Regions from separate parts of the Pan troglodytes genome. Here region 2 is linked to region 1. The links are chromatin contacts, called in public Hi-C maps. All regions are on one chromosome and are shown on one strand. Each heading gives the region's core, a stretch centred on a gene start, on an enhancer-like site or on the middle of the called end of the contact. The rest is flanking DNA. Distances are from core to core; before and after follow the strand shown.

Region 1 (7,451 bases), core at 1,547-4,046:
TTAGTAGAGATGAGGTTTTACCATTTGGCCAGGCTGGTCTCGAACTCCTGACCTCAAGTCATCCTCCCATCTCGGCCTCCCAAAGTGCTGGGATTACAGGCATGCGCCACCAAGCCCAGCTTCTTTAAAAAATTTCGAAACAGGATCTCACTCTGTCACCCAGGCTTTGCAATCATGGTTCACTATAGCCTCAAACTCCTGGGGTCAAGAGATCCTCCTACCTCAGTCGCCGGAGTAGCTGGGACTATAGGCATGCGCCACAGTGCCTGGCTAATTTTTAAATTTTTTTGTAGAGACAGGGTCTTGCTATGTTGCCCAGGCTGGTCTTGAACGCCTAGGCTCCAGTGATCCTCCCTCCTCAGCCTCTCAAAGTGCTGGGATTACAAGTGTGAGCCACCGCACCCGGCCACAGGTGAACTGTTATTTAACCTTCAAAACAACACTGTGGGGTAGGTATTATTTCTCCCTTTTTACAAATGAGGAGCCTGAGACAGAGAGGAGTCCTTTCTTTCTCCTGCTGTCTGGGCCAGGGCACCTGGCATGGAGATCAGGAAGGTATTTGGGCTGGAGGAGACACAGGCCTGCACACCCTCCTCTAATGGGGATGGCCAGCTGTGGGCAGACACTGTGCTGGGCACAGGGCTCCAGGGATGAGCAAGACAGACCTAGTCCTGCCCCCTCAGAGTCATGGCCAGTGGGGACACAGACAGGAAACAGACTCCACTCCCAGTGGGTTCAGTTTGCAGGTGCACAGGGAAGCTGCTGGTGTTGTGAGTGTACAACAGAGCAGGAGAGCGGGTACCGACCTGGTCTGGGGGCTGGGGGAAGGCCCAGGGTCTGAAGGATGTGTAGAAGGTGGCAAGGGCACGACCAGGGGGTAAGTGTTCCTGCCAGAAAGCAAGGACCAACCAAGCCCTGAGGGAGTGTAAGAGGCCCGGGGCCAGTTCGTGGAGACAAGAAGAGATTTCCAACTCGATTTGGGGAGTCACTGATGGTTTTAAGCAGGTAGTGGCAGGCTCAGATTCAGAGTGGAAACCCTTGCTGCCTGTCTGCAGCGCACTAGGACGGGGGGAGGCAGGAGACCATGGGCTCCAGGAGGAGCCTGGACGCCGGAGCAGGACAGTGGCCACGGGAAAGGGAGAACGTGGCTGGCCCCAGATGAAAAGAGCAGGGCCCCCAAGGCTCTGTGGGTGGGATGAGAGGGGGAGAGGAAGGGGCCAAGGCTGACCCCGTGCTTGGGTGGACAAAGGGCCCTTCACAGAGCTGGAGGCAGGGGATGATCGAGGGGCCCAGGGAGTCAGACTAGAAGCCGGGCTTATTGGAGGAAGAGCAGTGGGCCGGGAGGGGCAGGCGTGGGGTGGGATTGAGGGAGCCCAGGGGTGGGAGGGAGAGCTGGGAGGCGGAGGTGCGACGGCGGTGGGGTCAGTGTGCGGGGAGTGGACGAAGCGGAGGGTTGATGGGGGCGGGGGTCCCAAGCAAAGGAGCTGGAGGGAGGCCTCCGTGGAGCGGACCCAGACCTCAGGAGCCTCCAGTCGGACTGGGGAGGCAAGGAGGCCCTGGCTTCGATCTCGCACACGGCCTCGCAGGGATGAAGCCCGGGAGCCAAGGCTCGGCCTTCCCCACTGTGGTCCCTCTGGTCCGCCCGTGACCTCACCGACCCCCCGAGGGGGCTTTTAAGAGCTGGAAGAGGGGCTCCCGGGGGGCACTGATGCACCCCCACTCTCCTCCGCCGACCCAGAGGGCGGGAGCTCAGGTTCAAGGCCTGGCCTGGCCGTGCGGCTCCGGGACCCGGCTCCGCCCCGCGTCGGGGGGTGGCCCCGGCCCCTGGCCCGCCCCTTCCTCGGGTCCCCTCCCTGTCCGCGGCGCGCAGCCGGGTCTCATTAGCGCCCCTCCCCCCGGCTGCGCGCCGGGGGTCTCCACGGCTGGGGGGAGGGGCGGGCCTTAATCAATCCTAGGCCGGAAATTCCTCCCGGGGGGCCCGGCCTGACCGCTGAGCCTGGAAATCGGTCGCCGCCTCCCCCGAACCCGCCCCCCGCATCATGGAAACTGGGCCGACCGCCGGCCGCCCTGGCTCCCCCGCTCTGCATTCCTGCCTCTAGGGGCGGGAGGGCGCGAAGGCCGGGCCGCCCCCTTCGGGCTCGCCGGCGGGGTCGCAGCTCTCAGCACCCTCCCCGTTATTGGGAACAAGCCCGCTTCCCCACTGGCGAAGGGGCGCCTGTTCTTAGGAGTACCCGGCGGCACCTCAGCACCCAGTCCGGTCCTTTCAGCTACAAGGCCCGCCCCTCCCCGGGCGCTGCTTTCGCTGAGGGCTTTGCGGAGTCGCCCGGGGCTGGCCCTTGGCGTCTGGCTCTTGCCTCTCGGCATCTTGCGAGGCTGAAGCCTTGGTGCCCATTGCACAGATGAAGTCCGCGAGGTTCAGCGACAGCAAGGGCTGCGGGACCGGGGCAGAGCAGGGACTCGGGCCGCCTCCTCCTGGAAGCTCCCCGGGCGCCTGGGATGAGGGGCTCTGGGAAGCGGGGAAGGACGTGCGGGTGTCGGGGCTCCTAGGTCCCGGGTCTCAGTTTCCCCATGTAGGAAGGGGTCGCCTTTGTGGGCCTTTGCGACCGATGTAAGCTGGGGGTGGGAGAGTGGGGGTGGGAGAGTGGGGATGGCAGGACTCGGGCCACGGGTGCCCGGAGTCACCAGGCGCGCACACGGCGCCTACCTGCGATCCTTTGACCTGAGCTGCCGCCTTTCAGCGGCGGTGGGGCCGGGCCGGACGGTCCCGGGGGCTGGAGGCGGGGCCGGGGCGGGGCTGGGGCCGGGCCGTGGAGACCCGGGCGGCTCTGGAGCCTCCGCGCGCGGACTGGGACCCGGACCCGCGCGGCGCTGCGGCGCCAGGTGAGCCGAGCTGGGGTCCAGGGGTCCGCACTCCACTTTTCCCAACTTTTCGTTTGGTCCCTCCCTCACTCCCTCGGTCAGGGCCCCTGGGGGCGGGAGCGCGGCCCTCCCGTTCCCCCAGGCGGGAGTGTGGACGCGGGCGGTGGCGGGACCCTGGAGTCCTGGGGACTCGGCCCCAGCATCTTCCGTCGGGCTGTGCGCTGTGTCCCCAAGTTTCCGCCTCCCTGGTGTCCCCAGCGTCGGCCCACTACCTCCACGGCTCGGGGTCTCTGAGCGTGTCCCCATGTCCCCACGTCCCCACTCTGCTTGTTTTCGCCTCCCTCGCGGCAGCGACGCGCGGGGCTCCGGGTGACCTTGCTGGAGCCGGGGCTGGGAGCGCCAGTTCTGGCTTGAAGCGATGATCGCTCCTCCTGTTGCGGGCTGGGGAAAGGGCTGCAAACTCAGGGACAAGGAGGGGATGGGCCTCGCTTCCTCCTGGACACTCCCGTGGCTGTCCTGAGAGGGGTCTAGGGCTGGGGCCCCGGAGCCCGGCGTCGGACCTGGCAGAGCCCCCGCCTAGTGCGGGGTCGGGCAGTCTCCCCGGCCTCCCTGGGCCGTAGTTGCAGTCTGTGAAACCAGGCTTTGGACGCGGGAGAGTGGCGGCTCCCTGCTAGGCCCGGGCCTTGAGCGCTCCAGTCGGAGGCAGGGATGGGTGTCCTGCTTTGAGGTTTGGGGTGCGGATGGGGCGTGGGTCGGGGAGCAAGGCCGCCTCCCCGAGGTTTCGGCTGCGGGCTCCAGCGCGGTGGTTCTTTAGGAAGCGGACGCGAGCAGTGAGGACGACCCTGGACAGCTAGGCCCTGAGCCTCCTCTCCTGCGGCCTGGGGCGCCTGGGCGGGGGGCCGCGTCTTCTCCCTCGCCCTCCCTTTCGTGGGGGCCACACCGCACGCAGCTCGGCTACTCCTGCTGGGCCCGGGATCCAGGCCACAGGCCGCAGGCAGGGCGCGGCCGGCAATCGGGAGGGCTTAAGCTGTGCGGCCCGGATCCCGAGGCGCAGGGGCGGTGCTGCTCTGACCGGGCCACGGGCCACGGAGGCCTCGGGCGGAGGAGGCGGGAAAGGAGGCCAGGCGGCGGGAAAGGGGGATGATTCATCCGGAGGAGCCCGAATTGGAAACGTCGCAACCTGGGAACAGCCTTGCCCGGGCCGACGGGGGAGCCGGGAGGGCATCCGTCCGGCGGGGCCCAGCGCCCGGCACCGGCACCCCCGCCTGCTGCCGTGGCCCCAGCACGACCGCTGGGGGAGGGAGAGGCCTCTCATGCGTGGACTTGATGGAAATCTTGGGCGAAGTCGGCGCCGCCTCTCCTCCTCTGCCTGGCTGGTCTTGATCCGAGCGGTCTTCCCGGTGTCCAGCTCAAGTCGCTCCTGCTGCAGCTTCGCTGCGGGCGGAGGAGGTCTGGAAGGAGGGGGCGGGCAGGGAGAGGCTGGAGCCGGTGACGCCCCCTCCTCCCGCGCTGCGGTATGTAAAGCACAGTAGGGGGGAGGTGGGGCCCGGCGAGCGACCCCTGCGGACCTGGGAGGCCCGAGCGCCCCCGCCCCATTTGCTACGGTGCAGCCACGTGCGGGGGTGGGGTCGAGCCCGGGAGGTACTTACCCTGGAGACGCGGCAGCTGGGGGCCGCACGTTTCCCGAGGCCCAAGACCCGTGGGCTTGCGGACCGGACGCAGGCGGCAGGAGATTCGCAGCCCGGGATGCGCCAGGGAACAGCCTGCGCCCCCCTCCCTCCTCTCCGCCCGCGGGCCGGGCCAACTCCGGCTTCTGCCGCGCGTCCCTGGCTCGGAGCTCCGCTGCGGAAAACCCGAGCGCGGGCGGCTCCCCGCCTCGCCGCCCGGGAAAATCCGGGGGTGGCCGCCAGGGATCTCCAAGCGGCCTGGGCTGGGCGGCCGGAGCTTCCCTCCCGGATTTGCGCCCCGAACCTGGCGCCCTGAAGCTAGAGGCCCGTCGGTCCAGTCCTTGCCTCCCATCTTCTCTCCGCAGAGCGCCCAGACGACGGCGAGATGACGGCCGGGAGCCCCGAAGAATGCGGGGAGGTGCGGAGGAGCCCCGAGGGCCGCGTCTCTCGCTTGGGCCGCCGCCTGGGCCGCCGCCGGCGCCCGCGCTCCCCGCCCGAGCCTCTGCGGGTGCGGGCGCGGCTGCGGCTGCGCTCGCCGTCGGGAGCGTTCGCGGCGCTGGGGGCGCTCGTGGTACTGGTGGGTATGGGCATTGCAGTGGCCGGCTACTGGCCGCACCGGGCCGGGGCCCCAGGGTCCCGGGCCGCCAATGCCAGCTCGCCCCAGATGAGCGAGCTGCGACGCGAGGGTCGCGGCGGGGGCCGGGCTCACGGCCCGCACGAGCGGCTGCGGCTCCTCGGGCCGGTGATCATGGGCGTCGGCCTGTTCGTGTTCATCTGCGCCAACACGCTGCTGTATGAGAACCGAGACTTGGAGACGCGACGGCTCCGCCAGGGGGTGCTGCGGGCCCAGGCGCTCCGGCCCCCCGACGGCCCGGGCTGGGACTGCGCCCTCCTTCCCAGCCCCGGCCCTAGGAGTCCCCGAGCCGTAGGCTGCGCAGAGCCAGAAATCTGGGACCCGTCCCCGCGTCGGGGTACTTCACCCGTCCCGTCAGTGCGGAGTCTGCGTTCAGAGCCCGCTAATCCTCGCTTGGGGTTACCTGCCTTGCTCAACAGCTACCCGCTGAAGGGCCCCGGGCTGCCCCCACCCTGGGGTCCACGGACGCAGACTGGCCATGTGATCATCACCGTGCAGCCGTCTGGCTCCTGCATTGAACATTCCAAGTCTCTGGATCTGGGCCTTGGGGAGCTCCTCCTTGGGGCCCCAGCAGCTCGGGACTGTGCTCACCGAAGCTGGCCACGGCTGGACCGCCTCAGTCTTGGGGGCTATGCCAAATTGGGAGGAGGAGGGGACTTGGGGGCCCGGGTCTGAAAGAGGGGAGACAGCCTGCTCTGAGGCTGCAGCATGGACCATGCTAATAGGACCAGAGGACCAGGAGTCCCAACGTCTAATAGATGTTTCAGTCACATCCCAGGCTGGGGATGGATGCTCTGACCACAGCAGCTGTGAAGGGCATCCTGACCTGCATGCGGGCAGAGAAATGCCAGCTGCACCAGGGCTCAGTGAGCTGGAGAGGGTGCGTTTCACTGTGGAGTGTGGAGGACTCGCCTCAGAAATTTCTTCAGCCTCTGTAAGTGGCCTTAGCCTTAACGGGGCTGGAGGTCCAGGCCAGGGTGACTGGGAGATGTACCCAGTGTCTTGGCAAACCCAAGAAAGTGGTGGGCAAGGGCCCCTAAGACTGGGAGGTAGGTTGGGATGTTACAGGCTGGGGCAGGCTCCCTCCAAGGCGGCACTGGTGATGGAGTGTGGGGCCTCTGGGAAGATGGACCATGGGATGAGACTCTCCACTGCCATCTGGGACGGGGACTGAGCCTTGAACTCCTACCACCTCAATCCCTTTCTTCCCTCAGCCATCTGGGGTATATCCCTCTAGAGCTACACTACTGCCAATGCCTTCATACTGAGTTCTGGGCCCCTCTGCAAATAAGTCTGAGAAGCCCCTTCTCTCCTTCCTTTATCGTGGCCTATGCTGCAGAATCTCACTGCAGCTGGCAAAAGGCATTGGCCAGCTCTCAGAAATCCCTTTACTCAACGTTGAAGCTGCATTTTGGTCAATGTGGGTAACTTACTTTAGAAAATGACTTGAGTTTAGGTCTCCCCCACCCATATTTAATTTTTCCCAAGTTGTTGGTAGAAGAGAAATTTAAAAGTGGATCAATCCTCACAGAGAGAGTTCTTTTTGTTGTTGTTTATTGAAAAAAATGCAATACAAGAAGCAAGACCAGATATCTAAACACTACAACCACTTCTACTACGAAAGGCCAAAACAGCAGACTTGATTATTGCCTGTGTAGTCTAAAGATTCTGCCAATCTGATTCTGCTGCCCGAGTTCCTATTTTTTCAAGAAATGTAAACAACTACTTGATATGATTCATAATTTTAAAAAAATTTACAAAGCTCCTTCATTTTTGTCACCAAAATAATACATTTGAGAGAGATTTGTAGAAACAACCAGCCTGGGGCTGAGATCCTGGGCAGAAATTTCCCGTGAGCATCAAAAGGCGTCAGTTAGGCCGCAGCTCTGGCTCCAGTTCCCGAGGTTTGTCTCCTCACCCCCAGCTGCCAAGCATCGCCCCAACACACACTGATGGGCCCGGCGGTGGGGGGGGGGTGGGGACGGGGATGGGTCACGGGGCCCTGACGGGTCCCGCAGTTAGGCTCCCTGAGCCCTCGGCTTATAAATACAGGTCTTGCTTTGTGGGTGGGTGCCAGAGTCCTCATGTGGCTTGGAGGAAATCTTTATTTCTCAAATTAAAATAAAATTGCAGCGAGAGTTGTTACTGTGGTGTGTCTGAGTCACTCTAGGAAAACTGTTGCCAAGTTTCTGACCCTGGAAATGTAATTCTCTTCCCCCTCCTCACCATTTCTACCTGGACAGAGTCTGTTTTTCTTCACACAAACACACATACACACAACTGCAGAAAGA
Region 2 (7,451 bases), core at 1,663-4,162, 240 kb after region 1:
GAATAACCGAAGGAAGCTCGGTTTGGTTCCACACCTGGGCTCAGGATTCCTCTCCAGGAGTCCCTCCTTGCACCTCCCCTCCTCACTCCCACCACCTCAGCCTCTGTCTCACCCTGCAGCCTAGGTTCCATCAGCTGGGCCCAGCCCCAGCCAACAGAGGTCTGGACCTCCATGGGGCCTACACAGCGTCAGCATCTTCCTAGCCAGACGGATGTTCCTGCACAGCACGGCCAGCCAGTCTCCTGGCCATGGTCCATTCTGCAGAGAGGGTGCTGGCCCTGCCCTGACAGGGCTCTACCCGCACTCGTCTGGGGAGTAAGGCGGCCTGGGTGGGAGCTTCTGTTGGCACCTGGAGCCTACAGGAGGGAGGCCAGCCCTGGTCTAGGAGGTAGAGGGATGGGCCAATCAGGAGACAGCCAGTGTGGCCTCAATGAGTATCACCCATACACCCAGGCACTCCACCCATGCCCCATGTTGCTGAGACCTGGCAGGTGGTGCCTGGCTCTCCTATACATACAGCGGAAACCTCAGGGCTTCCCCACTCCATTCCCTTCTTAAAACACACTACTGGCCTGCTATCAGACCAGCTACCATTCTGGTCTGCATACACATTGCCTATTTGATGCTGCTTATGCCTGCAAGGTCCGGATTATTGACAAAGTACAAGCCTGGGACTCAGAGAGGTGAAGTGACTCATGCAGGATCACACAGCAGGAAAGTGGAAGGGTCAGGATTCAACCCAGTTCTGCTGTGTGCAGAGCCTACTGGGCACTGGATGTCCCCTTTCCTCCCTCCCTCTGCTCCCTTCAGCTTCTGGCTCCCTTTCTTCTCAAACCTCCTACCTCCTTGCGCAAAGTTTCTCCTGGCTTATAATTAATAATTCCCGGCCTGGCGCGGTGGCTCACGCCTGTAATCCCAGCACTCTGGGAGGCCGAGGTGGGTGGATCACGAGGTCAGGAGATCGAGACCATCCTGGCTAACACGGTGAAACCCCGTCTCTACTAAAAATACAAAAAATTAGCCGGGCGCGGTGGCGGGCGCCTGTAGTCCCAGCTACTCGGGAGGCTGAGGCAGGAGAATGGCGTGAATCCGGGAGGCGGAGCTTGCAGTGAGCCGAGATCGCGACACTGCACTCTAGCCTGGGCGACAGAGCGAGACTCCGTCTCAAAAGAAAAAAAAAGAAGAAATAATATTCCCACCTCACACCTGCTTTAACGCCTTATTTACAGTTATTTCCGAAGTGTCTGTCTGACACCCCGGAGAGCCTTCAAGGCAGGGAGTGTTCCCAGTAGGTGCTCCTTAGACTTGCGGGTCTGTCATTCTATCTCCACCCTCCTCCCCAACATGCAGAAGTCCCTTGAGCCTCCTCCTGCAGATCCCTTCCCCACCCAGCCTCTTGCCAAGACCATCCTCCAGGCCTGAAACTGGGTGGAGGTAGGGAGCTTGCTGAAGCTCCGGGGCGCGTGCCAGGGCTCTGGCCCCTCCCCAGCCCCTCCCGCTCTCCTTCAATAGCTGAGGACCTGACCCTGACGAGACACTAGGCAGCTCTCACAGGGACTCCCAGTTGCCCTAAGCCCAGCCCCAGCCAGGTTCTGTCCAAGCCTCCTCCTTCTGGAGGAAAGGGCTCCAGAGGCGGAGAAGGGGTCGTCCGTTCCCGGACCCAGGAGCTAAGGGTCCTAGAATCATCTTCCCCAACCCTCCTCTCTCCTCCCCACTCCTGGAGCGAGCTCGGGCTCGGGTTGGTCTGGACAGGTCCCTGCCTCCAACTAGCTGGAGAGGAGGGGTCCTGTCCCACCCTGAAGAGGTGGGGCCTGCCGGGAAGTGTAGGTGAGGGCGAGACAATTCTTGAGGAAAGACAGAGGACAGAGACAGGAAGAGACAGCAAAACAGAGACGACAGATGACAGATACAGGGAACCCAGAGATGAGAGGGAACCGGAGCCTGAACCGGACAGAGAGACCCGGGAGACCCAGACAGAGGGAAGTCCCCTAGACCAAGCCTGGCAGGGAGGGTGTGGGGCTGGCGCGGCGGCCGGGGGGGCCACCCTGGCGGGCACAGCCGGCGCCCCAGCTGGCGGGTCGGTCCCTGGGTCCGGAAACTCAAAGTCAGTTACGTAAGGGCCGGAGCGGGGCGCGGGGCTCCAGGCCCCGGAGCCCCCTCCGGCTGCGAGCCGCCAGCCCGCTCCAGCGCTGCTGCGGGCCCGGCAGGAGCATGCGGGGCCGGGCAAGGCGGGGCTAGGGGGCGGCCGGGGGCTGCGCCGACCTGCAGGGACTCTCCCGCGGACACCGAATGCAGGACCCCCGCCCCAGACAGCCAGGACCGGCCGGACCCGGACGTGTCTAGCTCCGGATCCGAGCTCCCGGACCCCCTCTCCAGACTCCCACGCCCCTCCCTGCACCCTGAACTTTAAGATGCCCAGACTCCTTTGGACCCCAAGTTCGGATTCTGGAATTCGGGACCGCTGGACCCCTCAGCCCTGGACCCTTCGACCCCGGTCTCGCCTCTCCCGGGACGGTCCGAGCCCTTGGGGGTAGGTTCTTCTGTCCCTCACCCCGTCCCTCCCGGGGACCGAGGGTCGCCCCCCAGGTGGTCCAGGCTCACCTGGGCTGGGTGCGGCGGGGACCGGGCCGACCGCGTTCTGGCTCCGCGCCGCTCTCGCCCTTTAAGAGGTTCCTGCCACTTTGCCCCGCCGGGGCCTCCACCTGCACTGACAGGGCAACTCCATCGTGAGGCCCCGCCCCGCCCGCTAGGCCCTCTGATTGGCGCAGGCAACTGCCGATCAGCGGGGCGGGGAGGGGGAGGCCCGGGCAGAGGAGTGCCAGAGTCGCAGTTGGGAAGGGGCGGGGGCTGCAGGTGTAGCCTCGTCCGGCGGGGACACTGAGCCGGGGGCTGCTTTGATAGACCCCAGAGGTCAGGGGAGGGAAGGGCAGGGAGTTCCTGGATTGACTGGTGTGACGTCATATGACAAAAGTGTGAAGCAATTTGACACGTGGTACTGCTCCTAAGGGTAATAGGTAGAGGGGTTGGTCAGAGGGGATCTAGGGAAGTGACCCTGAGGAGACTCACCTGGATCGCCTGTCCTACCACTTCGTCCGGCGTGACCCTGAACAAGTCACTTCTCTGGATCTGAATTTCGTCAACCATAAATCTTACAATGTTTTCCTGAGAATTAGCGATGTAAGTTAAATGTCAAGCATAGGTCTGGTACACAGTAGGCGTTCCGTAAAAGCGAGTTCTGGATCCTGTCGTGCCCGCCTTGCCACTCTTCTCAGTGACTTTTCCGCTCCTGATGGTCCACTCCATCAACGCTTCCATGGTCACTGGCCGAAGTCTCATCCCCTCCCTCCCATTTCAGGCCTAAGCTGGCTTACATATGCCCATGTCAGGAAGCTCACCACCCGGCAGAATGGCCTCTTTCATTTTAAAACTAACCCTGACACTTCAAAAGCTCTTCGTCACAGAATCATAGGATCATAGAATATTCCAGGCCAGAGCACCGTGGAAAACTAACCCTTTCTTTGGACAAATATGGCAAACTGAGGCTCGCTGAGGACAAAGGCCTTCCTCTGAATGTAGTGATCTTCCTACTAAATGGGGTAACTCGACTTCCTGTGTTCCAATCCCCAACGCTGCCACTTCCTAATTGAGTTACTTTGGGTGAGCTACTAACTCTCTCCAAGCCAGTTTCCTCCTCTGCAAAGTGGGGTTAATAAAAGTATTTTCCTCAAGGGTTGTGGCAAGAATTGAATGAAAGAATCCATGTCAAGTGCTAAGAACAGTGCCAGTCCCAGGGTAAGCATGCAATAAGCATTAGCATTTATTATAATTATTGATGTTATTGTTATATTGATACATAACTGAATTAAAAGTCATACATTGACTGACTCTCCCCCCCTCCAAATTCACTGAGGACTTCTCTGAATCAGGTCCTGTTTGAGGCTTCAGGGCCCTGGTTCCTGCCTTCAAGGAGCCCATAGTCTAGCAGAGGAGGGTCAGACTGAGCCCTTTGACTGGGGAGATGTTTTCTGATGGAGGGAGGTGGGCTCCAAGGGACTAGAGAAATGTTGGATCCTTCGACCAGAAATCAGGACACTTGAGACCCTTTCAGTCTCTATCCCTGTGAATCCCCTGGGGAAGCCTGGCGCGCGAGCACACACACACACACACACACACACACACACAGAGACAACCAGGCTCCCAAGCACATTGATGTACCTTTCACTTGCCTATATCACACCTGCCCACCAGACAGTATTGCCCAGGGGTTATGAGGTAGGGATTTGGAGGCAGGTGAGTCTGGGTTTTGGGCTTTGGGGCAAGGCACCCGCCCCCAACCCCGGGGTAAAATGAGATTAATAATAGTGCTAACTTTATATAGAGCTGTTGTGATGGTTAAATGAGAGTATGTGAAAATATATTTGCAAATAGTAATTAATCTAGTAGTATTTTTTAACTCCTCTCACGTGTACTCTTGCACCCAGGAGAGTGCAGGCTGTGAAATTTTTGATTTGGCCTCTGCAAACAGTGGCTCCTCCCCCAACCCCATCCCCACCCCTGACTCAATCAAAGGGCTAGGGAGAGGAAAACCCCAGCAGTCAGGTGGATGGGGTGATTCTAAAGAGCTGCTGTGGGCCCTGCCCCCTCCCTGCTGGGGCAGCCACGTGGCTCTAGCTCTGTTGGGCTGAGCTGCCTGTGGGTGACTCAGCAGTGCCAGTGCCTGCCCCAGCCTGATAAGTGTGTGTGTGTGTGTGTGTGTGTGTGTGGTGGCTAGGGAGGGCTCTGCGTTTCTGAATTTGTGCGTGGGGAGTGCATTTGGGAATATGCTTGTGATCCTGTATCTCCTGTTTCTGTGCATTTGTGTATGTGTATGTGTAGGGGGGTGTGTTTTGGTGCCTGTGAGGGTGTGCCCCTGTTTGTGAGTTTATATAGAGGGTGTGAATCTGTGTCTGTCTGTGTCCTATAAACAGGTTGTCCCCTGGGCCTCAGGCCCTGGGACCTAGAGAGCTCTGCCCCGTCCCACGGCCCCTCCACCCAGGCACCTGTGTGTGTGTTTCTCGTTGAGGTGACTTGTGCACTTGTGTGGGTGAAGGCCTTGTGTGGCTTTGTCAGTCACTGAAGCGGGAAAGCTGTCACTCCCTGGACTGCAGGCCCCCTGCCCCATGGCCTCTGCCAGTGACATCATAATCTTCGCCTCCATCCCCAGACTGCAGGGAGCACTTTGCTACCTGAGATGCCCCCGTCAGCAGTGACCTCTTGAAGAAGCCACTCACATTTAGCGATCCTGGTTCTTTTACAGGCATTTGCTCATTTTATCTTATTGAATCCTAACAGCCAAAAATGTTCTAAAGAGCTTCTGAGGCTCAGAGAGCTAAAGTGGCAACCCAAGGTCATACCACTCTTTTTTTTTTTTTTTTTTTTTTTTTTTGAGACGGAGTCCTGCTCTGTCGCCCAGGCTGGAGTGCAGTGGCATGATCTCAGTTCACTGCAACCTCTGCCTCCCAGGTTCAAGCAATTCTCTTGCCTCAGCCTCCCTAGTAGCTGGGATTACAGGCACAGACCACCATGCCCAGCTAATTTTTTTTTGTATTTTTAGTAGAGACGGGGTAATAAGTAATAGAGGGTGTGAAGGTGACAGGCAGGGGGCAGCTTTCCTCCCTTGGCTGAGCATTCAGTTCCCCGGAGCCTGTGGGGCGCTGATAAGCTTGGGGGGTGGAGGAAAGAACCTGTTTGTGTCTCCCCCCGCTCCTCTGAGAAGGCCTGGACCTCCAGGAATTCCTTATCCTGTCAGAGCCTGGGCACTCCCACCAGCTTCAGATGGGCTTGAGGTGGGTGATAAAGAAGGCAAGGAACAGACAGGGTGGGGGCGGGGAAGTGCACACGTGGGAGCCTCTGTTCCTTCAGCAGCGCTTCATTGAGCGAATTATTAAAAGTTGAGACTGACAAAGGGGCAGAGAGTCACAAGACCAGGCCACAAGAAATGGTAGAGAGGGAGAGGACTTTCAGGCCCAAGGCAGCGGGTGTGGCCGTTTCGGGTTTGAATCCTGTCTCCACCATTTACGGGGCTTATGACTTCCTCCTAGCCTGTCTCCTCATCAGTCAAAGGAGTTAATGGCTCTCACCCTGCTGCTTTTCCCAGGACCATGATACTAGAAGGGAAAGGCATTTGCAAAGTGTGGATAATGGATGTTCCTGCTGTTACTCACGGCTTCCTATGAGGAAGACCCTAAAGCAATTGTATGCCCAGAGCCCAGAGGGGAAAATGACTCCATCTGAGGGAGTAAGGAAGACTGCCTGGAGGAGGTGACCTCCCAGCTGGACATTAAGGACTAATTTACTACATGGAAATGAGAGAGGGCATTCCAGGTGGAGGAACAGCCTGCACAAAGGCTTAGAGGTAGGATAGTGAAGGTGTACTCTGGGAACAGAAAATGGTCTGGGATAGTTGAAGGACAGGGTGAATCATGAGACCAAATTGTGGAAGGCTTCAAATGCTGGGTTAAGACACAGGGGAAGAGACATTTGGGGATGGTCAGTGAGTCTTTGAGATAGAGGGGACTAGGGTATGGCAGTCATTTAGGGGTGGGTAAGGGGACAGTGAAAATCGGTAGGCAGTGGGTCAGCAACCCTTCTCCAGGAGAATGCATTTGAAATTTGGGGCCAGGCACAGTGGCTTACGCCTATAATCCCAGCACTTTGGGAGGCTGAGGCAGGCAGATCACATGAGGTCAGGAGTTCGAGATCAGCCTGGCCAACCATGGTGATACCCTGTCTCTACTGAAAATAGAAAAAAATTAGCCAGACATGGTGGTGGGCGCCTGTAATCCCAGCTACTCAAGAGGCTGAGGCAGGAGAATCACTTGAACCCGGGAGACAGAGGTTGCAGTGAGCCGAGATTCTACCACTGCACTCCAGCCTGGGCAACAGAGTGAGACTCTGTCTCAAAAAAAAAAAAAAGAAAGAAACGAAAAGAAAAAAGATAAGAAAATTGGGGAAAATCCTCAGGAAGACATTGAGGTGGGGATGAAGTTGCAGAGCCCTTCCAAGGGAGAGATCGGGGTTGGTAGGGATGGAGAAAAAGCCAAGTCAGACACTGCAGCCCAGGGAGGGGCCCATGTATGGGCACAGAGGATGCCAACAAATGAACACTGAAGAGCCCTGAAAGGCCCCACTGCCTAGGAGTTCCTCGGCTTTGCCACAGCGTGGGGCAGGGGCCAATCCTATCAGGAGAACCCCTTCCCAGGGGAGGTGACATCTCCGGAAGGCCTTGTTGAAACAGCAATGGCTGTCAATGATTGTTGGTGTATTATATACACCAACACGTATTATATACGTGCCGGGTGCTTCACTGACCTGTTTTCACAAGATAGCCCTATTTTATGGATGAGTTAAATGAGGCAGAGGGCGGTGAGGTGATCTGCTCACTATCACACAGCCAGAACATGACAAGGCCA

Evidence for each region. A called contact is a pair of places that touch in the nucleus more often than the background predicts.
Region 2: a Hi-C map of induced pluripotent stem cells shows a contact between it and region 1, with 3 times the contacts expected there. The contact joins the promoter of EPB41 here to the promoter of TMEM200B in region 1. A contact is called at or near these places in 4 of 7 Hi-C or Micro-C datasets (blood, induced pluripotent stem cells and stem cell-derived neural progenitor cells) and 1 of 1 datasets of contacts at active chromatin or transcription factors (stem cell-derived excitatory neurons).

Annotation. Positions count from the first base shown.
Region 1 is chr1:201,855,894-201,863,344 of NHGRI_mPanTro3-v2.0_pri, forward strand. TMEM200B (transmembrane protein 200B) reads left to right here and starts at 2,797. Exons shown (of 2, transcript XM_016957626.4): 1 at 2,797-2,880; 2 at 4,892-7,305. The coding sequence starts at 4,912. The coding sequence ends at 5,835. EPB41 (erythrocyte membrane protein band 4.1) reads right to left here. Exons shown (of 21, transcript XM_063783718.1): 21 at 6,698-7,451.
Region 2 is chr1:202,091,677-202,099,127 of NHGRI_mPanTro3-v2.0_pri, forward strand. EPB41 (erythrocyte membrane protein band 4.1) reads right to left here and starts at 2,913. Exons shown (of 21, transcript XM_063783718.1): 1 at 2,602-2,913.